Regions from separate parts of the Oryctolagus cuniculus genome. Here region 1 is linked to region 2. The links are chromatin contacts, called in public Hi-C maps. All regions are on one chromosome and are shown on one strand. Each heading gives the region's core, a stretch centred on a gene start, on an enhancer-like site or on the middle of the called end of the contact. The rest is flanking DNA. Distances are from core to core; before and after follow the strand shown. Region 1 has its middle 28 kb from the start of CCNE1. Region 2 has its middle 40 kb from the start of URI1.

Evidence for each region. A called contact is a pair of places that touch in the nucleus more often than the background predicts.
Region 1: a Hi-C map of psoas muscle shows a contact between it and region 2, with 4 times the contacts expected there. The contact joins two enhancer-like sites. A contact is called at or near these places in 3 of 6 Hi-C or Micro-C datasets (ear pinna, psoas muscle and an unstated tissue).

The regions. Positions count from the first base shown.
Region 1 is chr18:26,466,094-26,468,793 of mOryCun1.1, forward strand. No RefSeq gene overlaps it. Among named protein-coding and RNA genes, the nearest start is that of CCNE1, 28 kb to the left of the region's middle. Within about 2 kb of position 1,343, at least 1 of the 8 cell types and tissues checked has an H3K27ac peak or open chromatin away from gene starts, as enhancers often do.
Region 2 is chr18:26,370,512-26,373,211 of mOryCun1.1, forward strand. No RefSeq gene overlaps it. Among named protein-coding and RNA genes, the nearest start is that of URI1, 40 kb to the left of the region's middle. Within about 2 kb of position 1,445, at least 2 of the 8 cell types and tissues checked have an H3K27ac peak or open chromatin away from gene starts, as enhancers often do.

The DNA.
Region 1 (2,700 bases), core at 93-2,592, 95 kb after region 2:
TTAACCAGCAGCGCTACAGCACCATGCTACAGCCGCTGCCCCGGGAACTGCAGGCCCCCAGACAATGAAAGCGTGCTGGGTAGTCACCGCACTGTCACCTGTATCACTAGTCGTACAATCTGGTGCCGATGGTGACTGTCTTACCAAGGCGGCTGTGTTGTCTAAACAGCCATATCGATTACCAAGCCCCTGTTTGGGGAAGGTGTGTGGCTTCAGGTGGGAGGTTACAGAAATGCGTTTGCTTGCAGAGACCTTAGCTCCACTCCCATTTGACAAATGAGTGCATCCATCGATCCAGCTGTGACAAATTAATTGATCCAACTATAAATAAGAACCCAGAACATCGACAGATGCAGGCTCAATCTTAGTATCCAGTGGAAACGAGGAGACGGGGCATGTGTGGGGTCAGCGTGTGTGTCTGCTGATTCCCGGGGGTCAGCAGCTGCCTTCCGTGGTGCCGCAGATGCGCAGAGCTGCGTGTGGGAGGGTCAGCACTGCGTAGGTGTGGGTGTGTATACGGGGTCAGCGCCAGGGGTTTGTGCATGGACACACAGAAGGCATAGTTATCAGCTCTAGCTGCCGTAACCGAACATCACAGACTGGGTGTCTTAAGCAGCAGAAACCTGTTTCTCATGGTTCTGGGGGCCGCAGGTGCACTTTCTCTGGCCACTCTGGCTGGCTCGCTGATGGCAGCTTCTTGCTGTGCCCGTGTCCCTGGTCTCTGTGTCCAGATGCCCTCTTGGTTGAGGACATCAGTTCAACTGGGTTAGGGCCACCCTAACTGCCTCGTTTTACCTTCATCACTTCTTTAAAAGCCCTGTCTGCAAATATAAGGGGACTTCAGAAAGTTTACGGGAACAGAATTTAAAAGGTGATCCTTGGGTGACAAGCCTTTGAAATCCATGGCTAGCTTGTTCATACTACGCTTTTTCCCGGCACTGCTTGAAGACCTTCCTGCAGCCACCCTGTGCGGGTCTGGGCTTCCCCCTATAAACGAGTACACCGCAGCCACAGTCCGTGTGTGTGTGTGTGTGTGTGTGTGTGTGTGTGTGTGTACGCGCGCGCGCACACGTGTCCACGCGGGCAGGGCGCCTCGCCTCCAGTCCGCCCGTCTCCATCCTCTGCTGCCCCTAGTGGCGACAAGGCAGTCCTGCAGAATTGGCGAGGCCCTGAGGATCCGCAGGTGTCTTTCGCCCCGCTGGGACCTCGGTTGCTTTCTTTTCTCTGAATTTAACTTAATGTCCTGACTCTGGATGCCCGTCCCCCTGCCCGAAGGAGCCAGTCCTTTCTCCAGCTTCGCACTCCTTCCATCCTGCAAAGTATTCAGCATCTCGCACAGAGCCGAATATTTGGGGGTCCCTCCCATATTGGGGGCACTCTCTGTACCCTCTGCCTGGCCTCGGGAGCCCTGGGCCTGGGGCTTGGCGCACCTCGAGCCTCAGCATCCAGGCCCAGCCACCCCTCCCCTCACTGAGGCCCTGACGGGTGGGTCGGGGATTGGAGCACCCCAGTCTCCCCCAGGCTTGGGAAAGTTCCCCTTCCTCTCCTTGCTCCCAGTGCTTCCAGTGCCCCAAGATTTGGAAACAGACACCCCCGGGGCCCATGGTCAGGTGGGCACTGCAGCCACTGAGGAGGGTCCCGTGTGCCCAGCGGCATGGTATGGACGTCAGCAGGGCCCAGCCATGGGCTCTGATTTTCTCTGAGAAGCAGAGAATCCTTCATCTTCCTGTCATTCCTCTCCATTTTTAATTGTTGGCAAGGCATTCAAATTCTTTCAGAACTGTGTTAAAGCAAACATGTGCCAATCAGATGCAGTCTCGACTCAGTTCAAGCCCTAGGGGAGGAATTTAGACCCAGAGCCTGGGAATGCAAGGGGACAGGGAAGACCACGCTTCTGCTGAGAAAGGCTGTGTGAAGGGGACTTGGGGACAGGACGCAGGCCTCACCCTGGCTGGTGCTACCACCTCTCTCCCCACACTGATGGAGGGAGCTGGGGAGGGCGGCTGGAGCGGATCAGTGGGTCCCGGACTCTGGGACTGAGGATGCCACAGAACAGCCCCGAAGAGGCAACGCCGGGCATCTTCGTCCTCTGCTGCTGCTCCAGGCCAGGCTCCTCACTTGCCCCCCCCCCCAACAGCCCTGGGCCTGTGGACCTGCTGACCTCCCCTCGGCCTCGCCCCCTTGGCCATGGGGTTTCATTCCGTTCCCACTCCTCCCAGATCTGCACACTTCTGGGCCCTTCTGTGCGTCTGCACGGGGCATCCCTTACGGAGAGCCCTCGCTGGCCTCCCTCCCCTCCTGCCCGTCTTGTCACTTGGTTGCTGCCTCCATGGGACTTGCGGGTCTGATTTCTTGTGTCCTCTCCACTCCTGGAAGGTCAGCGCTTTGATCCAGGGAGCTTGGGCTGTTTCATTCACCAGTGAGAACTCAACTGCATCAGTGAATGGACGGGTGGACGGGTGATAGGGGCATGGAGGGTTGGCTGGCTGAGCCTGGTCCTGGGCAGTGGAAGGGTCAGCTAGTTGGGGTGGTGGACATGGGGTTCCAGGCTGGAGACTGCGGTGGACAGCAGGGACCACTTGTTGCTCAGAAGTTGTGCTCTGGCCCCCAACTGCTCCAGCAGAGGGACCAGCCCGGAGCAGAGCAGGGTGCTGGGGTTTGGTCACCCACCAGGGGGCCCCAGGAAAGTCCTGTTCCTCT
Region 2 (2,700 bases), core at 195-2,694:
AGCAGCAGAAGATGGCCTAAGTGCTTGGGGCCCTTTACCAACGTGGGAGACCCAGAAGAAGCTCCTGGCTCCTGGCTTGGACCAGGTTTGCGGCCATTTGGGGAGTGAACCTGGGTGTAAGATTTCCCTGTCTCTCCATCTGTAACTCTGTCCTACCACTCCCTAAGGGGACAGAGGCACTGAGCCCAGGGGACAGACGAAATTTTCTTTCTTTCTTTCCTTCTTTCTTTCTTTCTTTCTTTCTTTCTTTCTTTCTTTCTTTCTTTCTTTCTGATTTATTTGAAAGGCAGAAATACAGAAAGAGAAGGAGAGAGACAGACACAGAGAGAGACTGAGACAGAGAGAGAGAATCTTCCATCTGCTGGTTCCCTCCCCAAATGGCCACAATGGCCAAAGCTGGGCCAGGCCAAATCCAGGAGCCAGGAGCTTCTTCGGGGTCTCCCATGTGGGTGCAGGGGCCCAAGTATTTGAATCATCTTCTGCTGCCTTCCCAGGCACATTAGCAGGGAGCTGGATCAGAAGTGGAGCAGCCGGGATTCAGACCAGCACCCATATGGGATGCCGGCACTGCAGGCAAAGGCTTAGCCTTCTACACCACAGCTTCAGCCGACAGAAATGAAGCCTGTCCCCAGGGCTCAGCGCCTCTGTCCCCTTAGAGAGCAGCAGGTCACAGGAGAGAGAGCCCCCTGCAACTGGCTCTCTTGAGAAGGGGGATTGGCGCCCCCACACACACACCTTTTGCACACCTAGAAGGTGAGCTGTTGAGAGACAGAGGGTGACAGTGACAAAGAGATAGGTGAGTGTGCAAGGCCTAACGGCAGGAGGCTGGCGAGGTCTGGCCAGCTCCCCCTGCTCTCTGCCCTCCTCCTCCAAGGACTTCCCCACACAGGTGCTTCTCTTTGGCTTCCAGGTTGGCGACAGGGGACCTAGCCGCAGGCTCCCCATCCTGACACCACCCCTCCCAGCAGGGGGTGCTCTCCACACAGCTGCCTTGGCCTTCATTTTCAGTAACTCCTCCTCCCCAGCCCTGCAGCCCCAGGGATGGCAACGGCCCCAGTGCCCCCGACCCAGGGTGCTGCCTTCTCTTCCTGGGCCCCCCTTTGTTTTATGAAATGCCCCAGATGGCCAAAACAAGCATACCACCTGCTTCCTGCTGACACAGGGACATCCTGGGCTCCTACCCCTGAAAGGGAAGGGGACCCATATATGGCGCGGAGAGAGACTCACACCTCTGAAGTGAGAGGCTACACCCCCTTCAGAGGCACAGGGCATCCTAGGGAGCCGCGCCCCGCCTCTGTGGGAACCGCCTTCTCAGAAAGGGCGGAGCCTTCTCCGCACACCTGAGCCCCGGCCTCTCGCTGGGTGGTGAGTGTCCCCAGGCACCCCGGGAGCCGTCCCCAGAGGCCAGCTCTCAAGATAAATAAATAAAACCCGCTCTGCCTGCACGCTGGCTACTGACCGGGCTCCGGGCCTATTTTTAGAATGTAGGCCAACTCCTTCCCAGAATAGACAAGCCCCGCTAATCCAGGAGGGAGGCCTGGGAGGAATGAAGACATCCAGTCTAGATATGAATTAGTCGTGAGTATATTATTTGAAGAAATGTTGAACAGCTAGGCAAATATTTGATACCTTTGAATTGGAGCCGCCGTTTTCACAGGCAGCGCCGCGTCTACGCGAGAGGCACGGCTCGCTCGCTCGCTCGCTCGCTCGCTGCTGTACCTGGCTGGCACTCGGCTTCCCCGGCCACCTCCAGCTGCACGCTGAGAAGTAATTAAACGGCGTGCCTGCCCTCGGGGACAGCGCCTGGTGTGTCTGTACAGTTTAACGTCTATTTCTTTTCCGTAAAGTATACCTCCGCCTTGCTGAAGGAAATGCGTCCTCTGTCTCAGTAGGCGCCTTTATTGGCAAGGGTCAGGGTGCACGGTCCCCTATGAGCACCCTCTAGTCTGTGGCCCTAGGGAGGGGGTTCCCGGCAAAGCCACCCAGTTCTCCATAGCTCAGAAAACAGGCCTTGCCTCTAAGGCATGGGGGCTGGTGTGGGCGCAGCTCGGGGAGCCTCTGTGTCCCCAGCAGAGGCAATCATGGGAAGCCCGGGACATGTCCGCCGGTGTCCGAGCCGTCCTAGCACCAGTTAACTGCACCCAGGCGTGGAGGCCAGCACGGGTACCCTCGGTTTCCAAAGGGGGGACAAAAAATCCACCCCACCCCGCGCGCCGTGGCCAGTGTCCAACCCTGGCGCACGCTTGTCCGAGTCGAGCTTGTGAGTGACGGGAGTCAGAAGGGCTCCGCTGACCGCCCTATTGATGTAGCCAGAGCTCCAGCTCACACTCCGTGCGCACTTTCCCCGGGGCCCACGGCTTCACCTGCGTCCGCCCAGGCAGTCCTGGCAAAGGCCGCACGAGGCGTGCACTTCTCCCACTTCGCAGATGACACAGCGGGGTTCAGGGGAGAAGGCCCTGCTGCATGGCCCTCCCCTGGGACAGGGCGCGAGCTGGCAGCCTGGCGCCTACCACCGCGCACACCGGCTCGCTAGTGGGCACGCCTGCGGCTCGGGTTCTGCCAAGCACCGCTCGAGAAGGCGGCGCGGAGCACCCCGGCTGGGTTGCGCCCGCGGCAGAGCCTCCGGGTGAGGGGATCTGCGCCCCGGGCCCCGCGCCCGGGGCCTGGTCCTCTCCACTCTGCGCCGCAGCTGACCCGACG